7 separate regions of the Mus musculus genome follow, and regions 2, 3, 4, 5, 6 and 7 are each linked to region 1. A link is a contact called in public promoter capture Hi-C data. All regions are on one chromosome and are shown on one strand. The core of a region is the stretch at or near the end of the contact, and the rest is flanking DNA. Distances in the headings are between cores, read along the strand shown. Region 1 holds the start of Neu3 (neuraminidase 3). Region 2 holds the start of Wnt11 (wingless-type MMTV integration site family, member 11). Region 3 holds the start of Plekhb1 (pleckstrin homology domain containing, family B (evectins) member 1). Region 4 holds the start of Coa4 (cytochrome c oxidase assembly factor 4). Region 5 holds the start of Uvrag (UV radiation resistance associated gene). Region 6 holds the start of Ucp2 (uncoupling protein 2 (mitochondrial, proton carrier)). Region 7 overlaps Dgat2 (diacylglycerol O-acyltransferase 2).

The links. Promoter capture Hi-C pulls out the DNA fragments that hold promoters and counts their contacts.
Region 2: a contact with region 1 is called in a promoter capture Hi-C map of embryonic stem cells. The contact joins the promoter of Wnt11 here to the promoter of Neu3 in region 1. A contact is called at or near these places in 3 of 39 promoter capture datasets (embryonic stem cells and liver).
Region 3: a contact with region 1 is called in a promoter capture Hi-C map of liver, with 2.8 times the contacts expected there. The contact joins the promoter of Plekhb1 here to the promoter of Neu3 in region 1. A contact is called at or near these places in 2 of 39 promoter capture datasets (both in liver).
Region 4: a promoter capture Hi-C map of liver shows a contact between it and region 1, with 2.3 times the contacts expected there. The contact joins the promoter of Coa4 here to the promoter of Neu3 in region 1. A contact is called at or near these places in 2 of 39 promoter capture datasets (both in liver).
Region 5: a promoter capture Hi-C map of hematopoietic stem and progenitor cells shows a contact between it and region 1. The contact joins the promoter of Uvrag here to the promoter of Neu3 in region 1. A contact is called at or near these places in 13 of 39 promoter capture datasets (the HPC-7 cell line, cranial neural crest, embryonic stem cells and 8 more).
Region 6: a promoter capture Hi-C map of liver shows a contact between it and region 1, with 2.0 times the contacts expected there. The contact joins the promoter of Ucp2 here to the promoter of Neu3 in region 1. A contact is called at or near these places in 8 of 39 promoter capture datasets (embryonic stem cells, fetal liver, hippocampal neurons and 4 more) and 1 of 115 datasets of contacts at active chromatin or transcription factors (memory CD8 T cells).
Region 7: a contact with region 1 is called in a promoter capture Hi-C map of liver, with 2.5 times the contacts expected there. The contact joins the enhancer-like site here to the promoter of Neu3 in region 1. A contact is called at or near these places in 3 of 39 promoter capture datasets (embryonic stem cells, liver and pre-B cells), 1 of 115 datasets of contacts at active chromatin or transcription factors (extraembryonic endoderm stem cells) and 1 of 9 other capture datasets (pancreatic islet).

The regions. Positions count from the first base shown.
Region 1 is chr7:99,827,001-99,829,863 of GRCm38.p6, reverse strand. Neu3 (neuraminidase 3) reads left to right here and starts at 1,447. Exons shown (of 3, transcript NM_016720.2): 1 at 1,447-1,706.
Region 2 is chr7:98,837,333-98,840,195 of GRCm38.p6, reverse strand. Wnt11 (wingless-type MMTV integration site family, member 11) reads right to left here and starts at 1,351. Exons shown (of 5, transcript NM_009519.2): 1 at 1,006-1,351. The coding sequence starts at 1,088.
Region 3 is chr7:100,661,006-100,663,868 of GRCm38.p6, reverse strand. It overlaps Plekhb1 (pleckstrin homology domain containing, family B (evectins) member 1), which reads left to right and starts at 1,475. Exons shown (of 9, transcript NM_013746.3): 1 at 1,475-1,711; 2 at 1,877-1,950. The coding sequence starts at 1,933.
Region 4 is chr7:100,535,656-100,538,518 of GRCm38.p6, reverse strand. Coa4 (cytochrome c oxidase assembly factor 4) reads right to left here and starts at 1,419. Exons shown (of 2, transcript NM_183270.2): 1 at 1,327-1,419. Gm39058 (a long non-coding RNA gene) reads left to right here and starts at 1,400. Exons shown (of 2, transcript XR_869836.2): 1 at 1,400-1,715; 2 at 2,808-2,863.
Region 5 is chr7:99,139,746-99,142,608 of GRCm38.p6, reverse strand. It overlaps Uvrag (UV radiation resistance associated gene), which reads left to right and starts at 1,465. Exons shown (of 15, transcript NM_178635.3): 1 at 1,465-1,775. The coding sequence starts at 1,659.
Region 6 is chr7:100,491,902-100,494,764 of GRCm38.p6, reverse strand. It overlaps Ucp2 (uncoupling protein 2 (mitochondrial, proton carrier)), which reads right to left and starts at 1,407. Exons shown (of 8, transcript NM_011671.5): 1 at 1,300-1,407; 2 at 390-551.
Region 7 is chr7:99,168,839-99,171,701 of GRCm38.p6, reverse strand. It overlaps Dgat2 (diacylglycerol O-acyltransferase 2), which reads left to right. Exons shown (of 8, transcript NM_026384.3): 2 at 1,876-2,004. Among named protein-coding and RNA genes, the nearest start is that of Dgat2, 12 kb to the left of the region's middle. Within about 2 kb of position 1,396, at least 15 of the 459 cell types and tissues checked have an H3K27ac peak or open chromatin away from gene starts, as enhancers often do. A contact at or near this core is called in embryonic stem cells and liver, where this site is marked.

The sequences.
Region 1 (2,863 bases), core at 198-2,697:
CCTGTTATGATCTTGTGTCTTAGGAAAGCCCATCCCTTAGAGCGTTCACTGCCGTACCCATGGTATTTGCTCAGGCTCAGGGATTCAAACTCAGTAGGAGTCAATGTTTTTCCATCCTTTAAGTTAATATTCCATCTTTCCCTTCATCTTTTGACAAATTCCTTTATGTTTTACTTGGTTCCAACAAAAAAAATGAGTTTCAATTGTTTCTCTCCATGTGAGTTCTACTTCTGAGTATCAAGTTCACTTCAAAGAAAGAAGACCCCATATTCTTACACTGGAACTAGAGGAGGCAGCCATTTGGGAGAGAAACTCCTAACATGACTGGGATGAAATAAAAGGAAGTCACTTTGCTCCTTGGTGGACAGGGCCCTGCCCCCTGGCATCCTCACAGGCAGAGGAGGAATGGGGTCCGGCCGAATCGGCCCTGCTGTGCTGCTTTCTATCTTACTGTGGTTAGACCCACACTTGGGGGTGTGATTTCTTATATTATAAGGTGAAGGGTGCTATCATACATCTTACTATTATAAGTCAAATACAAGTCACTCCCCACAGGGTAATGCCACTATGCTAAATGTCCTAGTTCATTATGTTAACCTGGTACATAAGGAACCACTGTGAATTTTGATACCAATGTACTCCACATCTTGGTTTTTATGTTTGTTTGTTTGGGTTTTTGTTTTGGTCGTGACTTTTTCATTTTCTTTTTAGTCTCCTCTGGTAGCCTTGTTGACCTGATGGGTTTTGTTTGTTTGTTTGTTTCGGTTTGTTTTTTTGTTTGTTTGTTTGTTTGTGTTGTTGTTGTTTTTTTTTAACAGTCATTTTTAGCTTTCTTTGTCCCCACCCCTGGCTGATCTCTTAGATGCTGCAGTGTGTCAAGAGGGGCCTTTTCCTCTTTTGATTTTGGTAGGTGGGGAAGAATGGGATGGTCCTTGCGTGTGATTGTGAAACAAGAGAATGGATTCAGTACTTGGTGACAGATACATGTATGTAAATGTGTGTAGACAATATACAATAAGTTATCGAAGGTACAGGAGAGTGAACCTAGGACGTTGCACCTGCTAGGCGAGTGCTCTGCCACCTAACTGGTTTCTCGGCTCTGTTTATACTTTTTTTTAAAAATCTTGCGAGAAGGGCAATTGTTCAGGGTGGCCTTAAACTCATTTTGTAGTCCAGACAGATGAAATTTAACAGTCTCTACCACACTAGCAAAGTCCACAGCCCCGCACCACCAGGCCCTGATAAATATATACATTTTGGAACCTTTTGCAAGGAGAATGTCCAGTGCTTTGTGTGAAAACACCCCCTTCCACCTTTTATCTTTTTAGGAGTCCCCTCTGAGCCTCGGAACCTTTGTTCGACAATTAGACTGTCTAGGGAAGTTTTAGGCGGTGATACCTTCCACAGACCAATCGTTAAGGGCGTGGAGAAGCAAGCAGGGCGGGCACTGCGCGGTGAAGGGGCGTGGCCTGGCCGGGGAGGTTGACACCCAGACGCTGCTCTCAGTCCTCTGGCGCCTGCTCCCCAGCGCATTCCTTCTGCTCCTGGGATATTTGTCTCATTACTGCCAGTTCTTGCGCAGCGGTCACTGGGTTCGTTTCAGCGTCTGTGGTTTCTGTCGCTGTTATCCAGTCTCCATCGCCCCAGCTCAGCTTCAGGCCTTCTTCCGAGACTCCACGGGAGAGCCCAGAGAGCCTCCGGAGCCGGTGAGCTGGGGTGAGAGTCACCCGGAATTCGGCCGGGGACTGTGGGGACCTGCATCAGGAAGGAAGACTGAGTCAGCCAGAATCAGCTAGGACCATTCTACTTTTGCTTTCTTCCATCTAAAGCCAAACTTCAGCTGTAGTTTAGAACTGTGGGAACAAACCGAGACTGTGAAGTCTTCTTACTATAGAGGAGTTGTGGGCGACCAAAAAGGTTCCAAGGTGGAATGTTTTTGATACTAGATTTGCAACTGAGTGGTCTCCCCTAAGTTTTCCTCTTCAAACAAGGCTGACTTCAGAAGTCGTGCTAAACTGTACTCTCCCCAAGAAAGAGAATAGAGAGGACTTGGTTGGAAGGTGAGAGAGTATGGAACAGTAATTAATAATCAGAATTATCTGCTAAAGCAAACAACTCCAAAGCAGACCTGTACTAGATTCTTCTCAGCCCCTAGTTCTGAGCACATAGTTTGGGTGAATCCTTTAGGTGTGACCAGGCCACTGTGTTACCACTGTCATCATTATTATTAGAATAATCATAGTGAAAATTAATGACAATTTAATTGTTGAGGTGATGGCAGAACCAAAACTGAATTGTAAAAAGGTCAGCATTCACAATAATTAAAGACATCAATTTGTATAGTGCCTTAACGTTTATAAAGCATTTTTGAATGGTCCTGATAAGTACACATTACTAACCTTTAACAAATGAGAGCCAGTCATGGGGCCTGGCTCCTGTTAATCCAAGCACTCAGGAGGCTGGGGCATGAGAATCACAAGTTCAAGACCAGCCCAGGTGCTAAGAGGAGGTTGTAATTGATAGAATAATGCAGTGCTTAATGATGGGGCTTGGTACTGAGAACACAACAATGATGTGGTTTCATTGTGAGAACTTCATCAGTGTGTATGCACATCGTATGGCTCAGCTAGGCTGTATGGAGAATATATATATATATATATATATATATATATATATATATATATATATTCCATATATATGCCTATTGCGGCTGGAGCCATGATGAGTGAAACATGAAATGAAGTCAAACACAAGAAAAAATGGTGTCAAGAGATTCTGAAAGCATGGATTGTGTGAGGCTGCTGCCAGCTAAGGTAATATGCTGTTTCACTGTAAATGTTTGTAAGTTTGTATTCCAAGATAA
Region 2 (2,863 bases), core at 102-2,601, 990 kb after region 1:
TCCAGTTTTCCAGAGGTTCAGTGTGTTGCAGTAATTCCTTCTTCAAAGCGAATTCCTGGACCGACCCTCTTCAGTGCCCATAATCTATCAATCCCTTGTTTGATCTGCAGGCTCCCTAACCATGACCTGAGCAAGGCAGACACATTCCTGTTCTTGACTCTCCCACTCCGGGCACTGTACTCTGAGAGTGTCCTCCATATCTCCTACCTGCCAAACTCCTCACTTGTGCAGCCAAAAGTGGCAGCCTCTAGAAAATCTCTGTAACCCTCATGGGTGACCCAACCAGGCTGCCCTCCTCCGAGCCCCGGAGCCTCCACTCTTACAACCCCTGGAAAGTTATTTACAGCCCGGGCTTATCTCTCCCAGCCCAGGGACAGATCCTTCAGGAAGGGGCTGCCTTTCCCCATATCCCACTCCTTTCACACTGCCTACGGCAGCCACCACAGGAGGAACTAGCACTGCACGAGGAAACCAGGAAAATTGCCCCCAGCGACCATTTATCCTTCCAGGACATCCCTTAGCTTCGGACCTTCAGCAGCTCTTTAGGGAGTCTCCAATCAGATCCCAAGGAGCCGGTACTAACTATCCTTCTGACAGACCGAGTACTCGGAGGCCCCAGAAGGTGACACTTCCCCCAAGGTCCCCAGGTGGAAGGGGTCAAAACTCTCTTAGCAGACCTCCTGGAGGCTGACAGGCCATGATCCCGAACTGGACCCTGTGTCCTGAACTGAGCAGACTCTCTCTGAGTTGTGCCACTTGGAGAGGATGTTTCCCTAGTCCCTCACTGGCCTTTGAGCAACCCTGGCCTGGATGAGAAAATCCGCTCACCCACTTCGCAAGCCCGCGGAGGGTAAGAACAGCATATCACAGAAGAAGTCGCCGAGCTAAGAACGGCTCGCCCACGACGCCCAAGCCAACTTAGCCTCGCAGATTTTGGTGGGCTCACCCAACCTCTCCAGCTTCTCGCCCAATGGCCCATTGGAGTGAAAACGGAGTCCTACTTACAGCCACTTGATGCCATAGCACACGCCGGTGTGGAGCGCCAAGGCAAAGAGCAGAGCCTCGCAGACCTGCGGCCGCGCCCTCATCGTCGCGCGCGCCCGGCGCTCCCGGGGGTCGCACCCTGCAGGAGCCGCACCGAACTCCGCCGCCTGCAGGCCACCGCTGCTGTTCCTGCGCGCACGCCGCCTGCAATCACGGAGAACAGGGCGGCGGGTTAAGGCGGCGCGCGGGCTGGGAGGCGTTTTATTCAAATTACAAAGGAGGGGTCGGGCCGGGGAGGCTGAGCGAGGAAGGAGTCCGCTCTCTCCCCGAACCGCCCGAGACCCGCCGGCGTCAGGCTCGGATTAGGTGAGACCCTAGCGCGGCCGAGGGCGTGTCGCCCAGGGCAGATCAGGGTTGAGCGGCCCAGGAAGGACAGGGTGAAGCAGATAGGAGGTTCTCGGGAGACCCAGCAGAGAGTCTGGAGAGGACCGCAAGGAGGAGACCCCACCACCAGCAGCAGCGCGAAAACCAACTGACGTAGCGACCGCAAGGAGAGGAACTGATCCGGAATATGATTTAGGCTCCTATACTAATCCACGATATCGATTATTAGTTATTGCAGCTTTAATGAGTCTACAGTTTATTCATCTGCGAATGGGGTGATCTGAGCAGAATTCTCCTTTTACAGAGAACAGTCTCCCAGTGTAGCCAGCCATCTTTACTCCTCTCAGACCTGTGATGGGTATTGTCACTCCATCCATCTCAGATGAGGAAACCGAGGCCCAGAGATGTGGAAACATCTGTTCAGTTAGTTGTTAGGCTGTTCAGTTAGTGAGCACCCGTCTGGTGCTGGGCTGTTGAGCTATTTTGTCTACCTGTGCCGGGTAAGCTAAGGGCAGGGAGAACACAGAAGACGGTGCTATTTCTGGGCACCTACTTTCCAGTAAGGGAAGGGGAAACTGCAAAAATGGGGTGGAGGTGGGTGCTCTTTACACACTGAGGCATCTCCAGCGCCTGAAGAGCTACTTCAGACTTGCCACTTCAGTGCCTCGGTCCGGACGAGGCAGCGCCAAAGCTCCCTAGCAGAGCAGGGAAGCTCCAGGCCTGCAAGAGGTTGATTCTGGGACCGCCAGGCGGCGAGCTAGGGCCGCGGAGGAGCCGCCACCCCGCCCGCTTGCAGCCTGCGGAGCTGCTTTCTGAGGCTTGACTCCCTTCTCATCATTCTCACCTCATTAACTCCCTTCCAGGCTTCTCCCAAATTTACCAACACCTGGCATTCGCCCCGAGTCATACACAGCCCCTCTCCTCTCTGGAGCAGCAAGGACAAAGGGATTCCTTCCAAAAGGGTCTACAGAGTCTGAGGAAGGAGGTGCCAGACTTGGGGGGGGGGGGGTCTCTGGAACAGGGAAGAGCGGTTCTCATCTGGCTCTGTGAGTTTGGGCAATTCCTCAACCACCCCAGCCTAAGTTTTCCCTTTTATTAAAAAGCAAAGACCTGGACTCCAGCTTTCTGATCTTCGTCTGATCTTCTCTCTGTATCCGCTATTATTATACATACCTGTGTAGCCTATGCACGCCTGTGTGTTTCAAATGTACAGGCTTGAACACACACACACACACACACACACACACACACACACGTTTGAAACGTCATAGTTTTCTGGGGCCTTCTGGCAGAATCCAGAGGAATTCAAGCAGAAAACCTTGAATTACCCCCCCCCCTTCACAGAGTCCCCCAAGTCTGAAATGCTTGGCACAAACACGACTCCAAGCTGGGGTCTCAACGGGATTTTTGGTGCAGTCCGAATCTTCCTCTTACCTCTTCCGTATCCAGATCTTTCCCTCCCTGTTGGAAGTTTGCACACTTCCCCCAAATCAGA
Region 3 (2,863 bases), core at 226-2,725, 830 kb before region 1:
AGCTCTCTTGCCATCTCTCTGCCTCTGTCACCCTTCTTTCTGTCCTGACAGCTTTTCTTTAACTGTTAAGCACCTTGTCACCTTGCCACCTTCATGGCCAGTCTGTCAGTGCCACTCTTCTGTCCCTGCCGCTTCTTCTATCAGTTACCAGCTGACATGTACCACAGTAGGTAAGAAATTGCCCGGAGAAGCTTTCTATTAGGCCTAATGAGCAACACCAGAGAAGGAAGGTGTCTTTGGTGACTAAATGAGGCTGAGCAACCCACTTATACAGTCAGCGGCCTCGTGTTGGACCCATCTCCTCCTGACCGCTTTAATGCCAGTCACAGGCACGGAGGGAGGTTTGCTTTTGGAACAATCGATGCTTTGCTTCTGGAGAACAGTTACAGCAGTCCCTCTCTAGGCCACTAGAGGACGCGTGTCCCTCTCTAGTAGATGGAGACAGCTGGTCGCAGCCGGTTCACCTAGAGTTCACCAAGCCTAGTAATCCAAACCGCTGGAAACAGCCCAGGCTGAAGCTGCTTTCCGGAGTTGGCGTCATCAGCTGTTATCCTGCGCATCCCCGTGGCTGTTTGACTTAAAAGCCTTTTTTTTTTTTTCCTCAAGGTAACCAGAGCAGCAAAGGAGAATCTTCAGAGCTGCTAATGAGGGAGTCAGATCACCCTGCCCCCAAACCTCTGCGTATGTGCAGGAAAATGAACTTCAGGAGTATCTAGATGAGAATTTAACTGATCATTATCAACATAATAGCGACTATAGAAGTATTTTAGCGGCTTAACCTGCCAATATTCTCGGGAGAGATAGCTCCCTGTCTCCCTTCCTTCCTTCCCGTTCCTTTCCACTCTTCCCTCCTCCCTTCAACTTCCTTCTCTTTTTCTTCCATCTGTCTATTTCTTTTTTTGTTTTTGTTTTGTTTGTTTGTTTGTTTGTTTTTTGTTTTTCGAGACAGGGTTTCTCTTTATAGCCCTGGCTGTCCTGGAACTCACTTTGTAGACCAGGCTGGCCTCGAACTCAGAAATCCGCCTGCCTCTGCCTCCCGAGTGCTGGGATTAAAGGCATGTGCCACCACGCCCGGCTCTTGTTTTGTTTTTTGAGACAGGGTTTCTCTGTGTAGCCCTGGCTGTCCTGGAACTCACTCTGTAGACCAGGCTGGCCTCAAACTCAAATCCGCCTGCCTCTGCCTCCCAAGTGCTGGGGTTAAAGGCGTGCGCCACCACTGCCCGGCATCTGTCTCTTTCTCTCCTTCCTCCCATCCCGGTTATAGAAAGGAGAAAAATTAGTCAAAATTGGGTAGGGTTGAGACTTTCCAGAGACCAGAGAATGAGTTAAAGGCACAGAGATGAAAAACAGCGTAGTTTGAAAGATGCGGTTGCTGGGGCTGCTAAGAGGGGATGAGCTACTGGCTAATAGGATCTGTTGTGCTAAATCCCCCAGAGCACGCACAGCACGAAAGGGCTGAAGCACTGGGGTGGCTCTGGGTCAAGATTAAAGAGACCGGGGAGCCAAGAAGGGAGACTTAAGGAGCCAGGCCGCACAGCCACGACTGGGGAGATGGAGATGGACACAGCCTGCTAGGCCTCAGAATGAAAACTTAGCCCTGCCCTAAACTGGGCCAGAGAACCTGCCTTGCCCCATCTCCAGTCTCCTTTATTCCACCCTCCTCCCTACCCTATCTTGGAGACCTGGATCAACACCACCTCGGAATCACCAGGTGACTTGGCCAAAAACAGAAGGACAGAGGAGATCTCAGCCAGGAAAGCCCGGGAGGGGGCTGGAAAAGAGGGTGACTTTCTTTAGGACTGGTGCGGTCCCTCCCTACCTCTCCCTTCAGCGCCTGCTTGGTAGCTCTTTCCTGATCCCTTTATCTCTAAGGCAGAGTCAAGCCCCACTTCTGGAACCTTCTTGGGGATGCAGCTCTGACCATCAGGAACCATGAGCCCGGCAACCCCGGTAAGGACGAGTTTCTGGGGTAGGAAGAAGTAAGGGGGGGGCTTCCCAAATAGGTAATGCCCTGGTCTCTGGGATTCTCTGCTCCTGCAGAGGTGGGGAATGGACTGAGCTAGTCAAAGTAGCGACTGTGGAGGGTCGGATCCAGGGGACAGGACCATGTAACCCGCTAATCATATGACCTAACCCCCTGTTTTGACCGTATTTCCCCCAGGCAGTCACTATACACACGGTCCACTGCCTCCCAGTCCTTGTTCTAGCCTGGTACCCTCTGCAGCGCTATCCCTTGCCAACCCACATCTTCTCCCCAACCCCTCATTCATCTTCTAAGCCTACTAAAGACCTGGACTTTCCAGCAGTGCTTATGTGAGGTTCTTTGATCCACACTGGGGAAATGTTACTTCCCCTTCACGACCCCTCAGCTTCCTTGGGGAAGCCTTTCTGAACCCCTTGGGCAAAGAGCGACTTCCTCCTGGGTAAGCCACACTCTTTGCATTGGCTACTTTCACCTCCAGTCTCCTCCAGTAGACTGGTAGCTAGAGTTGTATTGGGAGGGCTCCATGCTGCGTTATAGCACTGTGGTGCTTTACAGAGCTAGAGAACGCTAACATCCGAAACCGGGATGGAGCCTGGCTTCTCTCTGCACTCTGTGTGTGTGTGTGTGTGTGTGTGTGTGTGTGTGTGTGTGTGTGTTGTGATGTGTAGTTTGTTTGAAGAGTTGTTTGTGAAGTGGTAGTGAGGAATCTAATATATAGCCCAGTCTGGCTTTACTATGTAGCCAAGGCTAGTCTGTGATTTCCCAGTCCTGCTGTGTCAGCCTCCCAAATATGGTCCACCCCACTCTGTTTTTTTTTTTTTTTCCTACTCAGGCATAATTTCCACTTATTTTTGTTTCCAGAGAGTATTATTTTCTTCA
Region 4 (2,863 bases), core at 170-2,669, 710 kb before region 1:
AGACTGCTTCCCAAAGATCATCTGTTTCAGAACCCTACAGAATGCAGCAAGAGAGAACCCTACAGAATGCAGCAAGAGAGAACTCAGGAAAGGCTTCAATAGAGATAACTTCAACCTTTGCAAAAAGTTTGTTACGACGGGGTATAAAGGCGCTAAATGCCTCTTTTCTGTCTTATTCATTAATAGGTGGTTACTGTGTTGTGTGTTGGCTACTATATTAAGAGTATACAAGGGCTGGTGAGATGGCTCAGTGGGTAAGAGCACCCGACTGCTCTTCCGAAGATCGGAAGTTCAAATCCCAGCAACCACATGGTGGCTCACAACCACCCGTAATGAGATCCGATGCCCTCTTCTGGTACGTCTGAAGACAGCTACAGTGTACTTTACATATAATAAATAAATAAATCTTTAAAAAAAAAAAAAAGAGTATACAAACAAGACCAAGCTAGAGACAATTCCTGCCCTCATGGAGTTTACAATCTAGGCAAGTAAACTGGAAGTTTACAACAGTATGTACAGACAGCTGGGAAAACGAGGCAGGTCTAATCTGTCAAGACTTTCTAGAGAACCTGACTTCCAGGATGAAACTCAAGGATGAATGAGTTAGCCAAACATGGGAAAACTATTTCTGGCTAGAGGTAGACACATGAGAGGAATCACAAGTTCGATGACTGGGCTGAAAATGTAGTTTGGTAGTAGTACAAATGTCCAACGTGGAAAAGTAAATTGAATTTGATTCTCAGCCTCGTAAAACACTTCAGTAACTGGAGAAACCAGAAGAGCAGGAAATGAAAATTGGCAGAAATAAGTAAATGATTGATCAGCAAAGCTTTGCAGCCCATGTTAGGAGTTTAAGACTATTATCATGAGGAAAAGGGGTAGGTCACAAGACGATTTAAGCACTTCTCTATATAAACCTCACCGCTACGGAGGCACAATAAAAGGGTAAATGTCTTTGCCTGGAGACCTGTATTATTAGGTAGGGCCGTCAACAAATCATACACACACACACACACACACACACACACACACAAAATAAAATCGCTTTAAGATTCACTAGGTAGACTTTGTAAATAGCACTGCAGTATATGTCCAATACATGTTGTCCTCGGTACTCCTTGAATAAAATGAGTTCAACCCATGCTTAGAAATAAGGGCAGGCTAGATGCCTGACAGCTTGGCAAGGCCTTCTAGTAAGGCATGACAAGGAAGAGGAAGGAGAGAAATACAGGCATCCAAGTCCCCTGAAGCACCTCTCCCAGTTTCAGGAGCACTCCCGCCGTCCCCACTGTGCATCCGGTGTAGGGATGCGTGCGCAGTGCTCACCCGCAGGTGCAGAAGAGCGTGCGAGCGCGTTCCGCCCCAGACGCGGGGATTCGTAGGCAATAAGGACGCCCCCTGTTCTCTCCGCAGGAAGCCGACCCAGCGGGAGCACACACGCGGAAGAACAGAGCCCTCTGCAATTCCCATTGGTGAACTCTCCGTGTAGAGCCCGCCTTCAGCCCGCCTCTTCCGGGAAAGGGCGGAAGGAGCGGACCAATGGAGACCGGATCCTAGGGAAGGCACCTTGGATCGTTCTGAGAGACTGTGTACACACCCTCAGGTGACTCCAGGCCACCTGAGAGTGACGGAGGAGGCGGGTAGCCATTATGCCTTTTCATCAGCAAGAGCTCTGACTGGACCCATGTCTGAAGTGTTACCGCATGGGTTGCCAAGTAAGCTGAAGGGCACAGGATCCAGAAAAGGAATTTCAAATGGGACATTTTTCATTCCCAAGTAAAACAAAGAAACATGTATGCACAGTGTGTCCCATGCCATAACTAGGATCTAGAATGCCCTAATTGCTGAAGTGAAAGGAAGAGGCATTTTCTATTTACATTTGTGTATTTATGTGTGGCGTTGAGGTACACGTGTGGAGAGCAGAGAACAGCAAGAATTGATTCTGTCCTAACATGTGGGTCCTGGTCTTGAACTCAGGTTGTATGGTGGCTGGCAACTTTACTCAGGAACCATCTTGCAGGGGCCAAGGGATTGATCTTTCCTCACTCTGCCTGCCTTCTCTTCCCCACTTTCATTGACAGTGCACACAAGCTCCCTGGAGACCCTTTTCTTAACTTTCCATCTCTCTAGGCTTCAGGGTGGAAAGTGAGTTATTGCACCTAGCCATATCCAGACAACTCTAATCCTCTTTTACCTCTGAATGGCATTCTGTGTCATTCCTGACCATTGAATTCTCTCTCTCTCTCTCTCTCTCTCTCTCTCTCTCACACACACACACACAATCAACCTTCCTAAATTCTGTGAGAAAAGCTCATTTTATTGATTATCTGTCATTTCACATACCATTATTATGTTTTGTATCTATTTTTGGTTTTGTTTTGGGTATTTTATTTGTATTTGGGGGGATAGGGTCTCACTATGTAGCAGTAGCTACTGTGTGTAGTAGCTAGCCTTGAATATGTAGTTCAGGCTGGCCTCAAGCTTGTGGCTTTCCTGCCTTAGCTCTCCGAGTGTTGCAATGACAAGTGTGTGCCACCGGGACCAACCTTGAAGCTTAGTTCTTTACTATGATAAGTGAAGATCATCACACATATTTATGATAAATACATATAGATCATCAAGCATATATGTACTTATATATGTATTTACCATATATGTGTATTTATCATATATCTATGTCTGGTGATTTTCACCTGTCATCAGAGAAGATAAAATTCTACTTTATAACCAGTAAACAAGATAAAATTACTTTAGCAACTTTCTCTACATATAATGAACTTCACCTCTAAAACTTTTTTTTGAAACAGGATTTCTCTGTGTAGCCCTGGCTATCCTGGAACTTGATCTATAGACTAGGCTGAAC
Region 5 (2,863 bases), core at 216-2,715, 690 kb after region 1:
CCCCCTCAGTGACACCAGTACTATTCAGCGCATGGACAGACAGTGGGGAGCTGACCTGCTCAGTGACAAAGCTAGAAGGTGGCAGTCAGAATCCCAAACTGCCTGCTTCCTGTTGTGTCTGCCTCTCTGAACACTGTGTTCTTTCAGCTATAACAGTCCAGGTGGTGGAGAAATTCACACTCTATGGGGACGGGGGAATCAATATTCTGCAAAATGACTCAGTGCTACTTATAGAAGCAATGGCTGTAGCTGCTATTATGGTCAAAGAAGTCTTCAGGGAAGGGAGGGCATTTGAGCTGTACCTTCATATTCATTTCTCTATTATCTGCAAGCAATGCGGATCCAGGGACGAATCAGACAAGGTCTTTTGGTTGAGGAATTCACATATGAGTGTTTGAATTCGGGGAGGCTGTGTGTGTTAAATGACTATTAAAAGACAAAGTGGAGGCTGCTGTGGTGGCACACTCCTGTAGTCCCAGCACCTGGGGAGCTGAGGTAGATTGAGCTACATGGTGAGTGGCAGGTCAGCCAAATCTCGCCCCTCCCCCCGCCCCGCCCCCGCGCAAAGCAAGTAAACAAACAAAGACAACACAATAGAATAAGCAGGTCTGTGGTAAAGGCAAGTTTCCTAATTCGGAGTTTCAGAGAAGTCTTTTGGAAGGACTCCTGCCCCAGCTGAAATACGATGGCTAAGCAAGCGTTAGTCACAAGCAGTAAAGGCTTTCTAGGCAGAGCATAAGCATCCCACCAGCAGAGGTGAGACAGTCTCTTGGCTGGCTGGCACACTTTGTGGCTAAGCTTACTAGTTATAGAAGCTAGAAGGGGCGTGGACTTGCAGGTCTGAGTGGATCACTGAAGAGCTGGTGGACTGCCCGATGGATCTTTGGTCTCAGTGATCGCGGCTCGGTGGCGGCTCCCCCTCTCAGTCATAAAGCGTGGCTTTTTTTTTTTTTTTTTGTACGTGGATGAGAACACTTCGGGAAGTCAGACCATCCATCCATCCCGACTCAGCTGGTGCCAAGCGGGTCCCCGCCCTCCACTGGAGGCTCTGTTACCATAGCAACTAGGTTAGGGCGGAAGTGGCTTAGAGGACTGACTCTCACTAATCAGGTGACTCTCCAGACTTCTGCACGTGACACGACATACCAGGCGCGCGCTCTACCTAATCAAGAAGCCGTCCCTGTTTCACTGACAACTGACAGCGCTCTAGAGCAATAGCCCACGAGGCTTCCCTAGGAGACCACACCCCTCAATAGGGAAAGGGCCAATTAGGCTGAGGCAAAGAGAAGTTACGCCCCAGGTTTAGCCCGGGTTTGACAGACGCAATTGAGGCCATCCTAGAGTCCCTCCGCCCCTAGCCATTGCGGCCGACGACGGACGGGCCCACTGGCCAATAGCACGTCCCTTGGCCGCCACCGGGTCCCGCCCTCTCAGAAACGGAACCAATGAGCACGCCAGCTCTGGGCCGGGTGGAGGGGTTGCACTGCGGTAATATGGCTCTTCCTTAGCCAGCGGCGGTGGCCAGCGCGGGCGCAGAGCTGCTGGGGCTCTCGGTGCCCGGTTTCTAGGCTGTAGGGGCTCTGCGAATCACAGCTCGGGAGGCAGCGGCCGATGCGGGAGGACTGCCCACCTGGCCGCTCGGCGGCTCAGGGGTCCAGATGAGCTCCTGCGCCTCGCTCGGGGGCCCGGTGCCCCTGCCACCCCCGGGCCCGTCCGCCGCGCTGACGTCCGGTGCCCCCGCGCGGGCCCTGCATGTGGAGCTGCCGTCTCAGCAGGTGAGCCGGCCGCGAGCCGGGGGGCGGAGAAGGTTGGCGGGGCTCGCAGGGCTGAGGAGGGCTGACAGGAGGAGGAGCCCCCTCCCCGGCCGTTCCCGCGCTCAGACCCCCGCATCCCTCCAAGAAGGCGCCGGGGAGCCCTGCCCCGCTGGCCGCCGCCGCGCTTTCCCTTTCGCTCCCCGATCGAGGAGTCGGTTTTCTGCACTTATTCTTAGCGTTTCGGGTGCTTCCTTCCGCTCCTCCTGAGGAAGGTATTTGGGACGTTGGGGTTTCCTTTCCAATCTCAGATCCTCATGGCACACTCCACTCCCTCGGGTGAGTGTCTGGAAGGAGGATTTGAAGTAAATATTCATAGCTTGTATCTCACGTGTGTGTGTGTGTGTGTGTGTGTGTGTGTGTGTGTGTGTGTGTGTGTAATAAGGACAAGAGAACACTGACTTTGGGAATCTGACAAAATTCTTGGCAACACCCGCCTATCAGTACATCTTCCACTGGCCTCCCTCAGTCCCTCGGGGAGACTCTGCAGGAACCTTAGCATTGAAGAGGACCTGGAGAAACTGTCAGTCATGGAGAGGTTACCGAGCTGGGTCTGTGCAAAGTGAGCATTGAATCGTCACAACTCCATGAGATAGCTGGTTTTATTGTCCCGGTTTCTCAGTTCTAGGAACAAGCTTGCTCACTGCCTCTCTGTTAGTGTTTCTGGTGGGGATGGATTTCCAAATACAGAGTCTGACTCCAGCTTGTGCTCAGCAGCAATAGTTTGCTTTAGACTTGAGAGCAGCTGCTCCACCACGGTCCACAGGACGAGCTCCCTCAGACCCTTTCTGTAACTTTCCATCCTTGCAAGAGACAGGAAGGAGCCACTTAGGAGCGCAGAGGCTATGGGAGAGAGGGCCAGGCATAGAGTGCATCGGAATGTAAAGGAAAGAGCAATGTTGCACCCCACCCCCCCAACCCGGTGCCGGATGAGGTGCCGGATGAGTAGGGAAGCAACGTTAACTGCAGAAGCAAGGCTCTGTAGTAGGAGAGAATTTAGCAAATCAGAAGGCATGTGCCCAGGTTTTGTAGTGCCATTGGAGAGGGAGTTT
Region 6 (2,863 bases), core at 158-2,657, 660 kb before region 1:
GCACCCGTGTGCCTTTACATAAACGTGCATGCACACACATGCACACGTGAGCACACACGTGAGCACACATACACACCACATACACACACACCATAACACACACACACACACACACACACACACACACACACACACCATAAGCTTCTGCCCCAGCTCTGCTGTTGACTGCCAAGGCCACCTGGAACCAGTCCCCACCCCACTCAGGTTCTCCCCTTATACACTGGGGTCCGCCATCTTTACGGGCCAGAAGGTGATCAGGGATGAAGAAGGGGATTGCTGAGCTGTGAAGAGGCTCTCATCAGGGTGGGAGGAGGGGAATTTTTATTGTCTTGCTGAGCAGCCCTAGGCCCCAGGCCTGAGAGAAGGCTTCCTTAGCCGGGACTCCTTACCTGGAGGCTGCTTTGAGGTCTCAGGCTGAGGCCTCCAAGGTCAAGCTTCTCTAAAGGTGTCTCGTTCTTCAAAGCTGCCGGTGGCTACCATGGCCCGATCCCCTCGATTTTCCATAGAAAATGGCTGGGAGACGAAACACTTAAAGTTCATACTATTGTGTCCTGTGGGGGAGAGGAAGGAAGCCAAGTTTAGAAAGGAAGATTGTCTTTGCAGGACCACCGCCCTGCAAGGAAGGGTCATCTGTCACACAAGTCCTTTCAGACAGCCTTGCTGGGAGGGACCCATGCAAGGCTCAGTTCTCACTCAGAGCAGCCAGGGTCTAGGGGAAGAACTCAGGAGTCTTTACTCCCACACGTTGGCTCACTTCCAAATTTGTTTCTCAGACAGTTATGTAGACAGGCAGCTGTGCTGTGCCTGGGGGATACAGTCACAAAACTGTTGAGTGGAGCATTATATCTATTTGTGTTGAATCAGGATAAGGCAGGTCCAGTCTCCCTGTGTCCCTACTTCCACCTCCGGCAGGCAGCCACATAAGATAGTGTAACAAAGGCCAAACAAACTCCAAGGCTCCTCCAGGCACAAACAACCCTTGATACAAGAACAGGCTTTAGGGCACATGGCCCAGAGCCTCCTGGTGACAGTCATTCTGATCTTCGCTGACGTGAAAGCCCCTTCCCCCACCCCGCCCGGGTCAGGCTGGGAACATCGAGGCTGAGGGGAAGAAGTAAAGAGATGAAGGTTTTAACCTTCGACCAACTGGACGTCAGAGGCAAATAACAAAGGGCGTATTTAGGAGGAAAGAAACCTAGAGAGGGCAAATTAGGACTCCAGGGAAGGGAAAAGAAAGAGAAAAGACAGATGGAGTGGGAGAGAGCAGGTGCGGCCAGCGAAGGGATGGGGCACGCTCACCGGACCGCAGGAGAACACAGGAGTGCAGAAGGCTGTGTCCGACGGCGGGAGAGTGGTGGCTGCCCAGGAAGCTGGCGACCCGACGACACCGAGGGCGGAACTGACAGTAGCTGCGAACCCGCGCCTACAGAACTTAAGTCTAGAGGGCGTGGTCGGGGCGTGGCGTGACGAGGCGGAGCCAGGGCGGCCCACGCCCCCGGGTGAGGAGGCGTTTCCATCTGTGGTTGCCTGAAACCCCTAGGTCCCCCCAGAGGCTCCAGTCTCAGATCTTCCCCTTCTATTCCCGGGGCAGACAATCTCTTTGTGAGGACAGGCAGACTGACTGGCCAGCTGCTCTGGATCGCGACCCCTTACCCCTTCAAGTCTCCCCTCCCCCTCCCTGCAAGGCACCTGGGGACCGGGCGGAGCGCGGGCTTCGGGGACCGGAACAAACCCGGGTGTGGTGACGGGGCAAGGCTGGCGTTCCCGCCTTCTGCCGCTCCCAGTCAGGTCCCGGGGGACACTGGCACCTAACGGCTGGAGTGGGGCGAGAACACCTGGCCTCCCCTCCCCTCTGCACCGAGTGCAGCCAGGCTGGCGCCCCGCAAGGAAGAGGGCAGGGCAGAGCCTCGCCTGTTGCACTCCAGCCCAGCGAGGACAAACTCAGCAGGTGGACGGGACCTCAGCGAGATAATGGCCACGTAGGAGTGGGGGACGTGAAAGCAATACTTGGGCCCTGTGTCGGGGACTAACGTGCATTGTGGGGGTAGGAAGCAGGTCTCAATTTGCCTCAATTTGTGTTCAAGCTTTGGTACTCTCCGTCGGTTTCTTCTTTTGTTTTTATCCTCCTTAGCCCCGGAGTTTTAAGAGATTAGATCAGGGCGTGGAACCCTTTTTGCTTGCCTAGGAATTAGGCGCCCAAGAGCAGGAAGCCGGGGACCAGGGGTCCGAATATACTATAATAGAAGCTCAAGTAGGTTTGGGCTGCTGTGGAAAGTGCAGTGGGAGGAGGGGGCTGGGTGAACGTTTGTGGAAAGCAATTACTATGCATCAGGTAGGCGGCGCAGGCACCTAACGATAATCTTTCCAGGTCATCATTAACCATTATTTTCCAGAACAAGAAAGTGTGAGAGGCCCCAGACCTTAATAGGACCCCAGACCTTAGCACATCTGACTCCATGATGGAAGTACCATTCAACTGTAAAACTCAGCACACAGACAGAACCATCAATGTCCATCGTTCTGGAAAAATCTCTAAATGTACTGATCTTACCTTTTGGCTTCTGTGGTTCCACTACTGGCTAACTTGTTTTGTTAGCTGAAGTATGTCACCCTAAAACATGGGTTTTGTGCTTAAAAACGTACCCAGGAAAGGATCCTGAACACCCAGTGTGGCTTTATTAGCCAGCTGGCTTACTTTAAACAAGACTAGATAAAATAAACCTTCACTATCAAGTGGCAAAACCCCATAGCTGGTGGGTGGATAGTGATCCCAACATAGCTGGTGGTGATCTTACAAAGCTGACAGTACTCTACTCTGCCCATTGCTCACTCGCAATGCACCCAATAAACCACTCTTTTAAAA
Region 7 (2,863 bases), core at 147-2,646, 660 kb after region 1:
GATGAGGGTTGAACAAAATGGGTGCTCCTTTCTATTTACTTGTAAACAATTTCAAAACACGAGGGGGACTTGGGACTTTGTTTTTTTTGGGGGCGTGGGGTTGTCAGTTTTGGGCAGGTCATATGACCAGTAAGGAGTTTCTGCATGCCTCCTCCCCATCCCTCCCACCCCCCAGCTGAGTGCTGGCCCAGCTATGGTTGACTTTGCTGACTGAGATGCAAGGCCTGCCAGCGTAGGGTGAAGGTTTCAGGCCTGGGCTTGGGCCTCACTTCCCAGCAGGCTCAAGGTGTCTTCCTATACCCTATGTGCCTTTCCTTAACCACCCCTCCGAACTCTAGCCTGAGGTTCTGCCTACTGCAGTGGTGGGGCTGACAGCAGAAGGCATTTGTCATGCATTTCTTTCCTGCCTAGCAGAAGGCTGAACCCTGGTTCACTCTCTTACTCCATGTGAGACTTAGATACTTCTAGTTGTTTCTCAAATTTAGCACCTGGGAGTATTGTCAACTGCAGAATTGACTCAGTGGACCCTGGCATTTCTAACCTGCTCACAGGTGATATGACGGTGTGTCCTCAAAGAATGCTTTGGACAAGGCATCGCTACAACACCTTTTGTCTTCCTGCCAGTGGGGTACCTGGCCTTGCCTGATAGGCACCTATGCTTAGCCCTCAGCCATTGTTGATGACAGTGATGTAGCCAACCAGCCTTATGTCAGGAGTTTAGACTATATCTTGGAATTTCATTCCTCTTATACATATGCTTGAGACTTGTCCCCACATATAGTCCAGGGAATGAAAGGTCATAAGACCCTTAAGGATATAATTGTGACAGAGTCATTTGTCTTCCCTAGTGCCACCTCTCCTGTAGGCACCAGGCTTCCTGGCGGCATTACCTTTAGCTTTTAGAGTCCAGGGGTCATCCTGGGTCTACAACTACAGAGCCAATTAATCAAGCACACGTTGTCCTGATTTCCAGTCTTGGCACTTGCTTAGAAGCAAACATAGGTACAGCCCTGGATCAGGTGCTTCCGTGTGTCCTGTGTGTCTTTGCTTAAACACCACTCCAAGGCGGGTGTGGTGGCGCACACCCTTAATCCCAGCATTTGGGAGGCAGAGGCAGGCAGATTTCTGAGTTCGAGGCCAGCCTGGTCTACAAAGTGAGTTCCAGGACAGCCAGGGTTATACAGAGAAACCCTGTCTCGAAAAAACAAAAAAAAACCAAAAAAACAAAAAAACCACCACTCCAAACACCAGCTTGGGTTTTATCTGCCATGCTGGGGAGTGTAGCTCTTCACTTTAGGAGAAGTAAGATACCCCCGAATCTTCCCTCAGCCCCAAGCTTTGGGAACTGCATCGAGGATGAATGTAAATCCCTCTTAAGCTGGTAGTGGTCTAGGATGAGAGTCAACTTCATGGAAAGAAGGCTGTCCAGAGTAAAGGGAGTGGGGCAGGGATCCGGAGGCGCAAAGTACACTTGGACAAAAATCAAAACAAAATATTGCAAATTGGATGTTGGACTTCTGTCCTTGGCCTCATAGCCACAGGTATCAAAGACTAAATATTTGTACTAGACTCAGATAAAGGAAGATATGTGTTTGGAGCATAGGAGATGGAAGAGATCTGGCCTCCTATATATGGCCCAAATCCACAGCTTGCTCTTAGCTTCCCCAGTACGACATCCCCTTGTTTTCTATGATTTAGGGAAGGCTGTAAAGCAGCCATCAGAGAGACATTTGGTCGCCGAGTGAGGGTTCAGTTATTTCTCATTCTGTGGCCCACATTCAGCTGTCTAGCCAGGCATCTGTGGGAGGGGTGTTACATTGAGGTGTCTGAGGCTGGGGAGCAGGCTTGTAAACAAACGGACGTCTTCTCCTGCAGGCACTGGCTCCAGCATCCTCTCAGCCCTCCAAGACATCTTCTCTGTCACCTGGCTCAACAGATCTAAGGTGGAAAAACAGCTGCAGGTCATCTCAGTACTACAATGGGTCCTATCCTTCCTGGTGCTAGGTAAGCTCACCTAGGGTGGTGGTGAATGGGGGTGGGGTGGACATGGTTGCATCCAGTGAAGTCATCTTCTTCCCCAGCTGCTTTCCACTCACTCCCATGTTTAGGTCAAACATTCCACCATTAGGCATGCCAGAAACCTTAGTCCATAGATGTAGTATGGCTTCTTCATTTGGCAGCTTTAACTTGCCCAACCTACTTGCCTCTGGTGCTGTGGGCTGCCCGGAGCTCGTGCCCTTCTTATAGTCAGTCCAGCTTATCTGCCAGCCAAGAGCAGGTGTGTTGCTTTGCCGTAGAGCATGCATTGCCAGGTTTGAGACCTACTCTGACTTTCCTTAGGCTTCTTGAGCTCTCAGAACAAGCACGCTCCTCTTGGATGTGAGGGTGCTGCTCACTTGGTTTCGGTAGACATCGTGGGGGTTGAAAATAAGGGTTGAAAGCCATTACACAGAGCCTGCTGGTGGTCCCATTGTATGGATTCTGGCCTTAGAGGGTCCTGAGATCCCAATGCCAGTCCCTATCCCCTCTGCTGGATGACCTCCCCAGGGACTCTCCTGCCCGCGGTGGCTTTGTGACACTATTTGTGCAGGCTGACTGGGTGCTTCACTGCCTGCCGGCTAGAATCATTTGGGGTGAAAGCAAACACTGCTCTCTTGGGACCTCCTCCTCATGCCCAGGCCTTATGTCCTCAGCACAGGTTAGTGTCTGAGCACATGGGACAGATCTGCTGCAGAGCACCACGTGTCTGTTCTTGGAGCCAGGTCTTCAGGCACTGTCTCTTCAAACTGCCCAGGGTGGCAGGAGCTCAACAGACATCAGATGATAGAGAGCAGCTGCCCTTGAGGCAGGCATGGAGCCTCAG